2 separate regions of the Zea mays genome follow, and region 1 is linked to region 2. The links are chromatin contacts, called in public Hi-C maps. All regions are on one chromosome and are shown on one strand. The core of a region is the stretch at or near the end of the contact, and the rest is flanking DNA. Distances in the headings are between cores, read along the strand shown. Region 1 has its middle 6.0 kb from the start of LOC103651415. Region 2 overlaps LOC111591143 (a long non-coding RNA gene).

Region 1 (7,271 bases), core at 1,908-4,407, 190 kb before region 2:
GTGGACCGGGATCCCCCTGGTAGAAACCGGTTCAACCGGTTTGAAAACCGGTTCAACCGGTTTTTACCCACTTTCTCCCAACGGCTGCCAGCTTTTGGGGGGGTCCTTTATATACCCCTTCACACTCTCTCTCTCATTTACTTCTGCCTCTCCCACGAATCTTTGGCTGACCAACCCTCAAACAAGAGCATTCACTTCACCTCTCACACCCGCAATCGCATCTCCTTCAATCATTTGAAGGACCCTTGGTGTGAGGTGAACTCGATCGAACTCGCTGTCAATTTCATCTCGAATCTCCCATTCTTTTGTTCTTGAGCTCGTTGCAAACTTAACCGTGTGCGGATTTGTTACTCTTGGAACCTCGTGTTCCTTGACGGTTAGAGGTTGCTTGGGAGTCTCCAAATTTGTGGACGACCCCAAGAAGTTTGTATCACCCGCTCCTTGAGCAGATTTGAGAAGAGATTGCCTTGACCTTTGTGGTCGGTTTGTGGAGGATTAGGGTTGGAAAAGACCCGGCCCTTTGTGGGTTCCTCAACGAGGAGTAGGACACCTTTGTGGTGGTTGCCGAACCTCGGGTTATATCGCGTGTTCTTGTGTGTTCTTGTTAAGCACTTCATATTCGGTGGTTGATTCATATTATTCATTTAAGTAGTTCTTGTGTAGGGCAAATCTTTAACTATTTTCTTTACTACTTCGCATTTGTTCAATAGATTATTAAATTTAAGTTGAGTGGGTTCAAACTTGTTCAGTTGTGATTAAAATCGACTGAACCGGTTTGCACCTGTGCAACTTTAATTTAACCTATTTCGAAGTTTTTAGTGAAAATTTTCAGGTGTAGCCTATTCACCCCCCTCTAGGCTACTTTCAGAAATCTTCCTATGAAATACTTAGGGGTGCCAATTGATAAGAAAAAGATTAACAACAATCTTTGGATCCCCATGATTGAGAAGCTGGAAAAAAAGACTAGCTGGGTGGCAGGGTAGATTCCTGAGTCTTGGTGGTAGACTTACTCTTCTTAATAGTTGCCTTTCTAATGTTCCTTTATATATGCTCTCGATTTATCCTGCCCCTAAAACTGTTATCAAAAAAATTGATATGCTTAGGAGGAGGCTTTTGTGGCAGGGGGGTCGTCAGTCCAAGAAATTTCATTTAGCTAATTGGGAGTCAGTGTGCTCTCCCAAAAATCAGGGTGGCTTGGGGGTCTTGAATCTGGAGTTTATGAATGACTCTTTACTTTCTAAATGGATTTGGAATATTGAAAATTCGAAAGGCTTATGGCAAAAAATTATTACCAGTAAATACATTAAGGGAAAACCTCTTATTTTAGTTAAACAAAAACAAAGCGATTCTCATTTCTGGAAAAAAAATCCTGAGTTTACGAGACAATTTTTACAAATACTGTAAAACTGTAGTTGGGAATGGCTTGAAGACTAGTTTTTGGAAAAGTAATTGGATAGGTAATCAACCTCTGTCTTACCAATTTCCTGTTCTTTTTGACTTGGCTTATGATAAAGATGTTTCTGTTAATGAGGTTTTCACTTCGAATTTTGAGTCTCTCACTTTCAGAAGAAGGATTGTGGGTAATTTGAGGTTGTTATTCGATGATTTGATTAATTGTTGTAATCAGTTAATTCTATCTGATCAAGAGGATAAGATTGTGTGGACCTTGGGGAAGAAAGGTTTCTCTGTTCATTCTATGTACAAAAAGAAAATGGAGGATCAAATTTTGATTCCATATAAGTTTTGTGGAAATCTAAATTGCCTCATAAAATCAAGGTTTTCTTCTGGTTAGTGGTAAGAAATAAAATTCTTACTAAGGACAACCTGAAGAAAAGGGGCTGGATTGGTGATTGGAATTGTTGTTTCTGTGGGGTGGATGAATCTATTGATCACCTGTTCTTTCAGTGCCCCATTGCTAAATATATGTGGAGAGTAATTCAAGTTGCCTTGAACTTAAGGTTGATTCCTTTGAACTTAAGGTTGATTCCGACAAGTATAAAAAATATGTATGACAATTGGTTAGGTAAACCAAAAGACAAAATGGCTCATTTAGTGTTGTTTGGTTGTGGTGCTTTATTCTGGGCTATTTGGCGCACAAGAAATGATTGGTGTTTTGGAAAAAGTCATTTACTGGATCCTTCTAACATTATTTTTCTTTGTTGCTTCTGGCTGGACTCGTGGGCTATTCGTGAGAAAGAGGAGCAAAGAATGGTGGTGCTAGGAAGCAAGCTTATCCGAAAGACGGCAAGTGAAGTTTTCGGTAGGGCCTTGGGGTGGTGCCCTCTCGACAGGCGTATTTCTGGGTGATCTGGAGCTGGATCTTGGAAGTCGATGTTGATAGTGTCTGTCTTTTGTTGGCTAGTCTGTTCAGTTCCTATGTGGATTTTGCCTGTCCTGTTGGGGTTGTAAATAAGAAAGTCTTATGTAGTTCATCGTAGGCCAAAACTTTTTGTTGCTATCGTAGGCTCTTCACTGATCCAGTGTGGTAGTGGTTAGAGTCTAGATAGGGTGTTGGCCGTGTTCGATCTTTTGGGTTGCTTTGCCGCACGATGGCGGTTGTTCCAAACTTGCCTATTTTTTTAATGAAATAGGGGGCTTCGCCCCTTCATCAAAAAATATAGAGCAATTTGGTTAATTATTACCGTCTCTAGCTGCTCTTGGATCAGTGTTGATGATTAGGCTTGGCTTCTGGCGAAGACTATCCGGTGGCTTCGCTCGACTTTACAAAGATGTGACCTTTTTCCTGATAAAGCTCAGATCCGCAAGTACTGAGGCTTCGTATCGAGTATTCGTTGATGAATCGTTCGGACGTAGAGTGCAGGTGACGATCAAAGTTCAAACATACCTTCGTGCTTGAGTTTATTGTTTGCCTTTTTCATTTCTCTCTCTCTCTTATTACCATTTTCAAGGTAAAGATGATCCTAAAAACGCATACGAAAAAAAAAAGCAATCAGCTTTAAAATACCGATGACTACGTTTGTCTAACATAAAATCCCCAATAGCAGGAGCGCCCCCCTGGCCGCCGCACATGGGCGCGGGCCTCCCGTGCGACCACGATGGACCCAAACAAACGTGGATCCGGCACCGCGCTATCACCATGGGCGCGCGGGCTCCACGGCGATGGCGATTGCGACGATGTGGTAATCGCGACAAAGCGGCAGGGGCAGGCAGGTTCATGTCCCCGTCCGTAGCGCGCGCGGGCGCGGCACATGGCTGAGAAGCGGCTTGGGCAAGGGAGATCTCCTCACACCGGAGCCGTTGCCATGGAGCACCACCCATTTCGGCCGATCCAAGCAGCAATACTGCAATAGCACTATTTTAGTAGAAAAAGGCAGGCACGAACGGGAGCAAATTGCCGCTTGCGCGGTTGCACCGCCACGGCGCCACTGCCAGCAGGCCCGCGCGATCGACGAGCCGGACCGAGAGTGCAGGCTTGTTGTCAGCAACTCTCTGGACGGACGGGTCGACGCTGCAGGGCTGTGTAGGCGTGTCACGGCCTAGTAGAGAGCCCGCTATTCTATGCGTAGACGTCATCAATGACACGTGGGGATGTTTGCACGCGGCACATGGGGCAGGGATTTTTTGCACGTAGCATATACGTAAGTACTAGTAGCTGCAGTAGAGGTGTAATAAATACGTTCGTACAGTTTTGATTTTGAACACAAGTGAAAACGCAGTGCTCACTGACGCCAGTGAGTACTGTGGGGTGGGGTGGTTGCAGCTCCGCTCCGTCCGGCAGTGGCGTAAATTTCCGAGCTGGTACCGCGTCGTCGTTGGCCACCACATGCGAGCCGCTGGCGTTTGAACTGTTGCCGCACGTGGAAGGGCTAGTGTCACGAGATCAGGATCTGCCCAGTGCTACAACAGTAGAACACTACTACTCCTAAAGCCAAGTTAAAAGGCAGGTTACGGGTTAACTTTTGCCAATTTCTCGTAAAGATTAGCCTTGATGCTGTGGCTAGCTCTAGTACTCCCTACCCTTCCCTTAAACCGTTGTTGACACTCACTGATAGCTAGACGCCTAGACACCCACTTGGATTGACGTGTACAAATCGTAAAAGATTCCATGATGGATCGGTAATGCCTTGCATCGTGATAACCAGCTGACATGCAAGCCCTGTACAAAATCGTACGCGGTGTCGGCAGCCGCACAGTGCGGCGCACCGACACCCTCGAATGCATGGGCCGGGGACTGGGATGGGACGAGCTGCTGCCACGCCCACGCTCCGCTCGTTAGTGCAAGAAGCCAGTAAGCAAACGAAAGGCCTCGTCTGGCACGAGAAAAAAAAAAATACTGTGATTGTTCCTGTCGCATCGACGGTAGCGGCGGCACAATACCTGCCAAATCGCGCTGAAAAGGAATCAACCGACGGCGAAAGGAAAAAATAAAAGAAAGAGTAAGGGCCTGTTCCCAATCCCACGAGATAAACTTTGGCTTCTTGCTAAACTTTAGCCATATCAATTGAAATGTTAAAGTTTACCTCCTTTAGGTGTTTGGACCACCCTGATAAAGTTTAGCACATTAAAATAAAAAGACACTCATACCCCTAATGCTACATCGTCATATTATTGAATGCACAGTTAGAGAAGGGGTTGGAGGGTAAGAGGTGGAAAATGGTCTCTCCAGCCCACATTTAGCTCATTTTAGCACTCTTTGAGCAGCTTATGAGATAATAGGAGCTAAACTTTATCACATCACTATTAGCTCTACTGTTTAGATCACTAAATAGCTAAAAGTAGCTAAAAAGAAGCTGCTAAAATTTATCTCATAGGATTGGAACAGGGCCTAAGCTTGAACACAACGATTTGCAGCGCGACGCGACCCCTTTAGACCCTGTTCGTTTTTATCAAATCTATGGGGATTGAGAGGGATTAAATCCCCTACAAGTCAAAATCCCCCCTCAATACACTCTAATCCCCTCAATCCTCGTAGATTAGGTATGAAACGAACGAAGCCTTACTCAAGTTTACAGTGTCGGCTAGCGCGGGCGCTCCCAACCATGCAACATTCAACCCAACCAGCCGGGATGTACTGTACGTGCAACTCCTGTCTCTCCTGGTGTTGTTTGATCACCCCCGTGGCGTGCTGGTGCTGAACTAGATCAATGGGCAGCGCAACGCGGGTCGCACGTTCGTAAAGCTAGGCTGTGACGCAGCCCTCCGTCTCCGTTGATCAAGGCACGCATCCGGCTGCTTTCCCGGATTTTTAGTTAGTGTCGATCACCTACTTGTCCCGACCCAGCAAACGGATATAACCCAATAACTCCTCGCCTTTTGCCATTATTAAAAGGGGCCACGATTCACGTGCAATGAATCATTGTTCATCCTACGTGTTTTTTCGTATGATATCGTGGAGCATATAGTAGTGCGGCGATACATACGTCTAGCTAGCGAACCCTCTTACTACTCAACTACTCTCAAGTCGTGGTGGGCGCGACGATTTGATCTCCACAAGAGCAACATGATTTCTGTTGGCCCAACCAGCTGTTGCTGTTGGTGACTTTTATTATAGGTTCTTTTATATATATATATCGCGGTTTAGTTTAAAATGAACTAACGGACGACAAATAATAAAAAAACAGAGATAGTATGATACTGCAAGGACATTTGTGTTTCAGATCATGCAATGTTCGGTAGTGCTCGGCTGCACAGTTTTACAGCAGCAGCACCAGCTGTTTGTACAGGTTGTGACCTTCTTCCGGATGAGGAGGTTAAGCTGTCAAATGGGCAGATGGCTGACCTGATACCTTGGTGCCTGCCCAACACAGGCTCAGTGGAAAGGGCTGTAGTACGGGAGGCTGGACTGGGAAGGCAACTTCCCCACATCTCTCACTGATCCCCCAAGCCAATGGCATGTGCTTCCACCCTGATCAGGACATCACCGTCCGGGAATGTGCTCGGTCACAGCCTCACAGGGCCTCTCCAGACAGCTATGAGTTTGCGGGCAACATCCAGAACAAGCACCGGCAGATTGGCAATGCTGTGCCCCCCCCCCCCCCCCCCCCCCCCCCGCCTCTTGCCTATGCACTTGGGAGAAAGCTGAAGGAAGCAGCTGACAAGCGTCAGGAAGCCAGCGTAGGCGTGCCTGCACTGCACTATGAGAGAAGCATGACCCATGAAGCTAAGCGCTGAGGTCGTCCTTAAACAGCGAAGGGCAGAGTAGCTGTCATGTCATGTTTGAACTGCAGTAACTATGCGAGTTAATCTTGGTTTTCATCAGTGTTAATGGACTCCTGAGTGTGTACGCTAGAGAAGTGTTGATTGCTGATTGGTACCCTGATTCAGGGTAGCGGTTATATCTAAAAAAATAAAGCCTGTGAGAGTGGGCCGTAGCAGCCACAGCAGCAGCCTACTTCAGGAAATCAGCCCCCCTACCCCTCCCCCAAAATCTTTGTGGAGATTCGGCCCATCTAACTTGACGTAGCTATACCGTATACGGCCGATGAACTGAAGTCGATCCTCAATCGAAAGGTTAAGATTCCTCAGGGCTAGTTAGGTTCGTCCTTTCGTCTTGGGGGTTGAGGGCAAATGATCACAAACCTTACTCCCTTCAAGCCCCTTATGGTCCGACAAACCGAAAAATCCCTGTGGTGGAAATTTAATACAGGTACGGTTAATGAAAAAAGAAAAAGAAAGGATAAGCAACATGTCAAGCACAACGATAAGTGGAGCGAAACAGTGCAGATGGTACACACTCTTTGCCGCTTCAAAAAAACATTTTCAAACAGCAAACAAAATCAACAAGGAATGAAGGTACACGTACATATGTATTAAGGACCATAAGGTGGCAAAATTATGTACACAACCCAGCGAAACCATGAGTTTATTGCGCACACACATGGACTGGTTCTCATAAGACAAGACAAGAGTGAAGAAACTTCAGGAAAATACCAGGATTTTGACAAGGAACGGGAGGCAGAGGGAAGAGGGTTCAAACCAATGACAACCGAAGGATGTGACACCAAAAACATAGCAATGTAGTGCAGATAAAACCATACACTACTTAATCCTGCTGAAGGAACAGCACCAGGATGGAAGCAAAAGCCGTCAGTGTTTCTTTAATCAATCTATAGCTATAATGAAACGGTTTCACAAATACTGCTAAACCACTAACAACTGATCCAACCATTAACCCCCCAGCAAAACTGTAGCCCTCTTCTTCTTCTTCTTCTTCTTTTTTTTTAAAAAAAATAATTTCGTTCAAATGAACACTCAAGTTCCATTTCAATTACAGTTGCTAAGGCTTCACCTGAAATATTCTCGCTCCTTTG
Region 2 (6,634 bases), core at 993-3,492:
TGACATGCGCTCATGTCTAACATGAAGTGTTTTTGGTTAATTATTATTCTTTTTAGTTGCCTAAAATGGAGAAAAAAGAAGCTTGTATTGCCTCTACCACTCGTCACTGGAAGTCAGCCCCCTCTTTAACTCATTTCTAGATCCGCCACTGGACATGCCAACATCCAAACATGCTATATATACCGTACAACATACATAGACGGCATTCCCTCTTTCAAAATGTCCTATATATGCTAGTATTTAGGGCCTGTTTAGTCCAGGGACTAAAGTGTAGCTAGTGGACTAAAGTTTAGTCTCTAACATATTTGGCTATAGAGAATAAAAATATTCAGAGCACGTTAAATTAATCATAAGGAGATCAAAATACACCTTAGCATTTTCCCACAATTAGTGCAACTGAAATAAACGAGAGCCAAAAAAGTGAAATTAATATGGTTTAGTTTCTTTTAGTTATCCTTTGAGGGACTAGATACTAAAACAGTTTAGTCTTAACGTTTGATAATTTAGAAACTAAATGAGACTAAAATAAAGAGACTAATTTTTAGTCGCTCAAACCAAACGAAGCCTTAGCTGGGAAAGATATGTGTGTTACCCTAAATAGGAACCATTGTCATCCGTCACCGGTACAGAGTATCGGTGTCAACGACGACGTTATGCAAGGAAGAAGAAGCGCTCGGCGGCGGCGACATCACGAGTAGCGCTTGGGGAAGGCCAGGAACGTATAGTGTGTTTGGTTTGAGGGATAGAGTGATCCATCTTCTTCTTACTCCTCATTTTTTTATTTGGTTTGTGGAATAGAATGAGTTGATCCATCACCACCTCATTCCTCATAAGCTAATAATTAGTATATAGATGAGGAGTGAGTTGATTTTACCAAAATTGATGGAATGAACTTATGATGCATCATCTTATAAAGTATAAAGTGACTCCACAAACCAAACACACTAGTAGAATAGACTGTAATTGGTGGATGACAACCAAACAACAAGTATCGAATTAATTAATACAACCTCAATTATTCACTCCGATCCAATCTGAAATTACCCAAACAAACCCGTAATCCGTTTGCTTTACGTTTTCGTTTATCGTTGAACCAAACACCATCACTGTCCACTTCCACCCCATGCATCGCGCGTCGATTAGGAGGGGGCATACCTACACCTGCAGTAGAGCGACTACTATACCCTGTGACGGTACACACTACACATGGCAACAGGCAAGGCAACGCACCGTCCTTTTTTTTTCTTGAAAGGTCTCAAGACCATATGCTATGCATCTCCCATTGCTGACATGCATATGCATAGAATGGGAGGAGAGAGTACTGGCACGTATTATATGCGGACACGTAGCTGATCGGCGGCAGTACGTACGTGCAGTGCCATATATATCCAAGTCACGCTAGCTGATTGTCAGACCAACGTGGAGTGTCTCCTCTCGTTGAAGCAGCGCACGTACCCAAACCATGTAGTATGCTGTATGTATGCATGCATACACCAATCCGGCAACCGCGTACGGACCATTACCGAAGGCCAGGCCGACAACAAGCCAGTAGCCACTAGCCAAGGGCATGTATAGTGAGTGCGACGATGATATGATATCGCCGGATGACCCGGATCGATACGCATCTCTTCTTTTTTACCTAGGTTTTTGTGCAGAGGAGATCGGTCATCGACGAGAGCCCACCACTGCACAATAATCTATCGCTGCAGACGTAGCTAAATATCTCGGCCCTTCGCCGGGCCACTACTCGCATGGCGTTGGATGCGGTGGTGGGCCGGCCGCGGGTTTCCCGGCGTTTGGTAAGCTAGTACGGCTCTCGCCGTCCGAATCAGCGCTGCGTGTTCGATGTCGGGACGGGACGGGACAGCGCACGCCGCGGAGTCCGTCCGTCCGTCCCCCGCTCGTGCAAGCGCCGCGCGTGGGCCTGCCTGCCCTCTGCAGTTCGCTCGCCGGTCGGTGGGGCGGAAAATGGCAAACCTTGAACCGTCGGTCTGACGGCACAGTTCAGGCTTTCAGCTGGGCGGGCCGTTGAAGTTGGGTTTTTTGGTTTTTTTTATAATTTTTTATTCGTGAGATTGGGTTTAAAACAAGTCAAAAACAGATATAAAACCAGGATACAGATATACGGAAACAGATATAAAAACATGATACAAACATAAATGCACCGCACCATATATGGTGTGTTCCTAGCCGCCGTCCAAGCAACAATACGACCATGCAGTCTCAGTGGTGCGGGCGTGGGCCTCGTCACGTGGGGTAGGCACGCAACACGCAAAGGTGAAAGGGTAGATTGGGCTGCAAGGTGGGCCAACCATCAAGTGTGGTACTGGGCTGTTTGATTATTGGGCTCAGCCTAGATTTTTTAAATACGGTGTTTTGGATAGGATTAAACGGGTTGGGATTTTGGGATCTCTATCATCTTACTCATCTTTATTCCCAGATTCAAACTCCACTCTGTACAAAACAGTGTTTTGAATAACCATATGGATAAACTTCTGGACACGGTATCACAAGAAAGCTCTTAGCAAACAAGCTGCCTAAATAATCGTTCAGGCGGTAGAACTAAATAATAATCATTCTTGTTCGCCCTCTCGTCCGTCCTAAGACGATAGTGCTCGATCACCTGGTATGCAATGCAACCCGACCGGGGCCAGGCCGAGCGGCCGGTGGCGGTGGCGGTGGGGGAAGAAAAAAAAAAGGGACGTCAGCCCGTGCAGCCGAGCGCAGAGGACGGGCGGTGATCTACTGTGAAAGGCAGATATGCTACTATCGAGAGCCATGATGGCCTGGGTTTGGGGGCGACAGGCCGGCCGCCCAACCTCTGCACTCCGCGGTGCACCGTCACCACTACTATTTTGAGTGCCTGCCTGCCTGGTGGTACGTTGCTGGAGTGCTGTGGGGACCAGGGGGAAGGTAACCTTTAGCATCGTCGTTGGTTTCTCCGACGCGCCAGAATCAGACTGGGCCAGCGCGGCAGCGGCACTGCGTTTCCCGGGCCTCTGACGACGCGTGCACCGACCGTCCTCGATACGCACCGCTGGTGCCTGGTGGTCCGCCTCCGGATCCGGACCGCCTTGCAACGGTGCTCGCCAGGCCGGTGGAATCCAGCCCGTTACTCTACTCTATCCTTGGTGGATGATCTTATTTCATGATAACTAGTTCACTTTTATTATGTTCCCTGTGAAAATTAGAGCTTGGGATAACCAGATCACGTGCAAAGAAACGTCGATGGCCTCGCTCGTACCCAAAGTCACCGAAACATCCTTGAACTGCCAAATACGAAAAGCATAATTCTGGCCTACAATTGCAAGTACGTGATTAATCGCTTGTACGTACTTATTAATAGATAACAAAAGATTGGAAGATTTTCATTTTAATGACAGGGCACATATAAAGATAACCTTCTACGTACATTTTAGTGGTAGCAATCAGGACCTTCACCGAGTATCGTAATGTCAGGGAAAAAATTAGCTAGGTCTCTGTAGAAAGATTTCTAGGTAAAATCTAGGGATTCAACCACTGGCAATCACTTGTGCGGGTTCTACGTGACGCATAAAATGCACGCATATTCAGTCTTGATGAGTTTAGCAAAGCATGCATATGGAGCCTAGCGTGTATGCATATGGTTTACATTAGATATGTACACATGTTACTTTAATGAAATACACTATTGCTTTATGTAAAACATGCATGCTGTGAATTTCATTACTTTTCTTAATAGTGACCAGAACTTCGAGGCAGAATTACAATACAGGTGGAAAAATACTAGCCGCATAAAAAAATACTACTACCCAGCGTATGGGTCCCGAATATAATGCATCGTTATTGTCACTCCTGCGCAAGCCCCAAATAAAGTACGCCACCGCCGTCGGCCGGTCTAGCCGCTCTGTCTACTAGCCCAAAGCATGCTGCATATGCCTATTATATAGACCTGACCAACAAGTTCATTATAGTTTAAGTTAACTTGTCCTTTTTTTGGAAGGAACTTGTCCTTTTTCCCGGTAAACTGAGCACACCATCGCATATTTAGGGTTGTTTGGTTTTAGTGACTAATTTTTAGTTCCTCTATTTTATTCCACTTTAGTTACTAAATTATTAAATACGGAAACTAAAATAGAGTACTAGTTTCCATATTTAGTAATTTATGGAATAAAGTGAAATAAAGGACTAAAAATTAGTCCTCAGTAACCAAACACTCCCTTAGAAAATATTCGAAAAAATCACATTATTGCATGTTCATCGTCTGTAGTGTTACAGCTAGCTAGTGAGCTAGAAAGACTAACTGCGCGCATGCATGTTCATCGTGCAGACCTACAGATTAATGCATGGGCCGTTCACTGTGCGAGCGAGCTGAAAAAGCGAGGTGCTATGGACCAATGCAATTGACGCACACACCGCGCACCGCACACTCTCTAGTCTCTAGAAACACACGTACGTGGAGCGTGGACGGCAGGTTTGGTATCGATTTGGCCTCGCAAGTTTGAATAACGCCACGCCACCACCTCGTGACGCCTGTACAACAAGGTTTGGTATACAAACTGTCCGGAGTTGAACGGCGACGGAGAAGTCCATGCATGCACCATGCACGCGCAACTGGCCGGTAGGCTGCAGGACAGTACTACTAGGGCGCCATGCATCCTGTGCTACTATTCGCTGGAGAGCTCATCTCGTTGTGCTAGCTGTCGTTGTCCAAATGCAAAACGTGCTTAGGCATGTAATTTTAATTTCACACCGAATTGGAACGAACATCCTTTTTTTCGTAACAGGAGTACATCAGTACTTCCTAACACTCTAACAGGTGCACTCAAGTGTATGGTTGTTCTTTTCTCTACAGTTTAAGTATTTGTGTGGCCGCCTAACTTATAACAAGTGTCATGCTTTTGTTCCGGATAAATAAGCTATATATGAACCAACGACAGGAGCTACGGCGTAGTAGGGAAACTGTGCGTGTAACAAACAGCTCCCGACGGGAAAACAATAAGGAGAAAAAGTAACAGATTTAAAATATGATTTACCTTTTTTATATACATGTAGTAAACTTTGCTCTCCACTATGAGGACTCCCTCATATGCTCTACTTAAATAACGTTTATAGGTTGTGAGTTATAAAAAACATGTTGTAGATTGTGAGCCGTAAAAAAAAGCTGAAAGACGATTGGTTGAATTGATTGTGGCTATGGAAGTAGCGGACAAGTGGGCTCGTGGCTATCAGTTGGGGCGATGAGAAAGAACGGAACAATATTTTCCACTTATCGATGGCAGGTGGGTAATATTTGTAAAGTTCTTTAACCCCTAGTGAAAATAGGTCCAGACGTGCTTCCATTTCTACACTACAAAGAAGCCGGCTTTGAAAAAAAAAACTCCTAACTAGAACATGGCCTTTGATTTGGCCTTTTGCTTTTTTTAGGGAGAGAGGCAGAAGCCACCACCAAAATTCAGATTAAACACACCCTTCAAAAACATATTACAAGTGCTCGGTCCCTGTGGCGACACCATAGAAATAACTTACAATGGAGCTCCTTGGTGCCTTCATAGTGTAGCATTAGGGTCATAGAATTGGCGGTACGGTGACAAGGTGCCACGGGCCACGAGCTAGCCTAACATGTTTAGCATGCTATTTTTATCATGCCAGCCTAGCATGTCGTGCTTGGACCGATGGCGAGACACGAAATCCTCTTCAGCTATATAGTTGATTAGTAAATACACTCTCTCCATTCTAACATAATATTCGCTTTAGCTTTTGATTTGTATGTCTATATTCAAATAAATGATGATGAAACTAGATACATATATAAAACACATACATCAAGTATTGTATAAACCTATTAATTATCTAAAACAAATTTAATTGGAAGATAAATGGAGTATATAATAGTCATCATATACAGCTGCATGGTCTCTCGAATTGAATCTCTACATAATAACAAAGAAAAGCCATAACAAATGCACTGGTACTCAGTACTGTACTAGAAGTATAGAAATGGAGCAGGTATGAGGAGACAGTCAGACAGTCCCGGCAGCAATTTTTGCCGTTACTGATCTGCCTAGCCACGCCAGCGTAAAAACGGCAACCAGGTGCCGACGCGCGCAGGGGGGGATGTCGTCCTCGTCCGAGCATCCGACGTGCGGGCGTACCAACCACCGGCGGTTGCGTGGCGAGGTTGGCTTGCCGCGGGTCGGGGGAGTCCGCGCCCGTGCCGGGCATTTCGTCAGACGTCGCTCGTAGCGTCAGCGTCGGTCGTGGTCGTGGCACGTTCGGCCGTTCGGGAGAGCGAGGGCGGCAGCGGCACGCACCGTCGCGTTGGCGATGAGTCGGCCGGCCGTTGGGTCGTTGACGGAGGGGAAAGCGATAGTGCGGCTGCGTCTTGGACCCCAGGTCGCCGGGTAGGCAGGCCCCGATCGACCGGATCCGCGCGGGCGTGTTCAGGCGGAGTAAACAAAATCACGAAATGTGGTGCTGCTAGCCTGCTACTACTGCATATATTACGATTATTATTTATTAAGAAGATCATTAATTGGAAACCACGTACTAGTACTCCTATCTATATGAGGACTGGATGATTTCTCCATCCCGTCGGTGGAGACCTGGTCGGGCCGCGTCAGAGGATGGGACTTGGGGATCGGCCTGCTGGCGC

The links. Hi-C and Micro-C count contacts between places; a contact is called where the count stands out from the background.
Region 1: a contact with region 2 is called in a Hi-C map of ear, with 2.1 times the contacts expected there. The contact joins two enhancer-like sites. A contact is called at or near these places in 2 of 25 Hi-C or Micro-C datasets (ear and tassel).

Annotation. Positions count from the first base shown.
Region 1 is chr3:219,184,342-219,191,612 of Zm-B73-REFERENCE-NAM-5.0, reverse strand. No RefSeq gene overlaps it. Among protein-coding and RNA genes, the nearest start is that of LOC103651415, 6.0 kb to the right of the region's middle. Within about 2 kb of position 3,157, at least 20 of the 20 cell types and tissues checked have an H3K27ac peak or open chromatin away from gene starts, as enhancers often do. A contact at or near this core is called in ear and tassel, where this site is marked.
Region 2 is chr3:218,995,304-219,001,937 of Zm-B73-REFERENCE-NAM-5.0, reverse strand. LOC111591143 (a long non-coding RNA gene) reads left to right here. Exons shown (of 2, transcript XR_002750324.2): 2 at 4,310-4,831. Among protein-coding and RNA genes, the nearest start is that of LOC111591143, 4.0 kb to the left of the region's middle. Within about 2 kb of position 2,242, at least 18 of the 20 cell types and tissues checked have an H3K27ac peak or open chromatin away from gene starts, as enhancers often do. A contact at or near this core is called in ear and tassel, where this site is marked.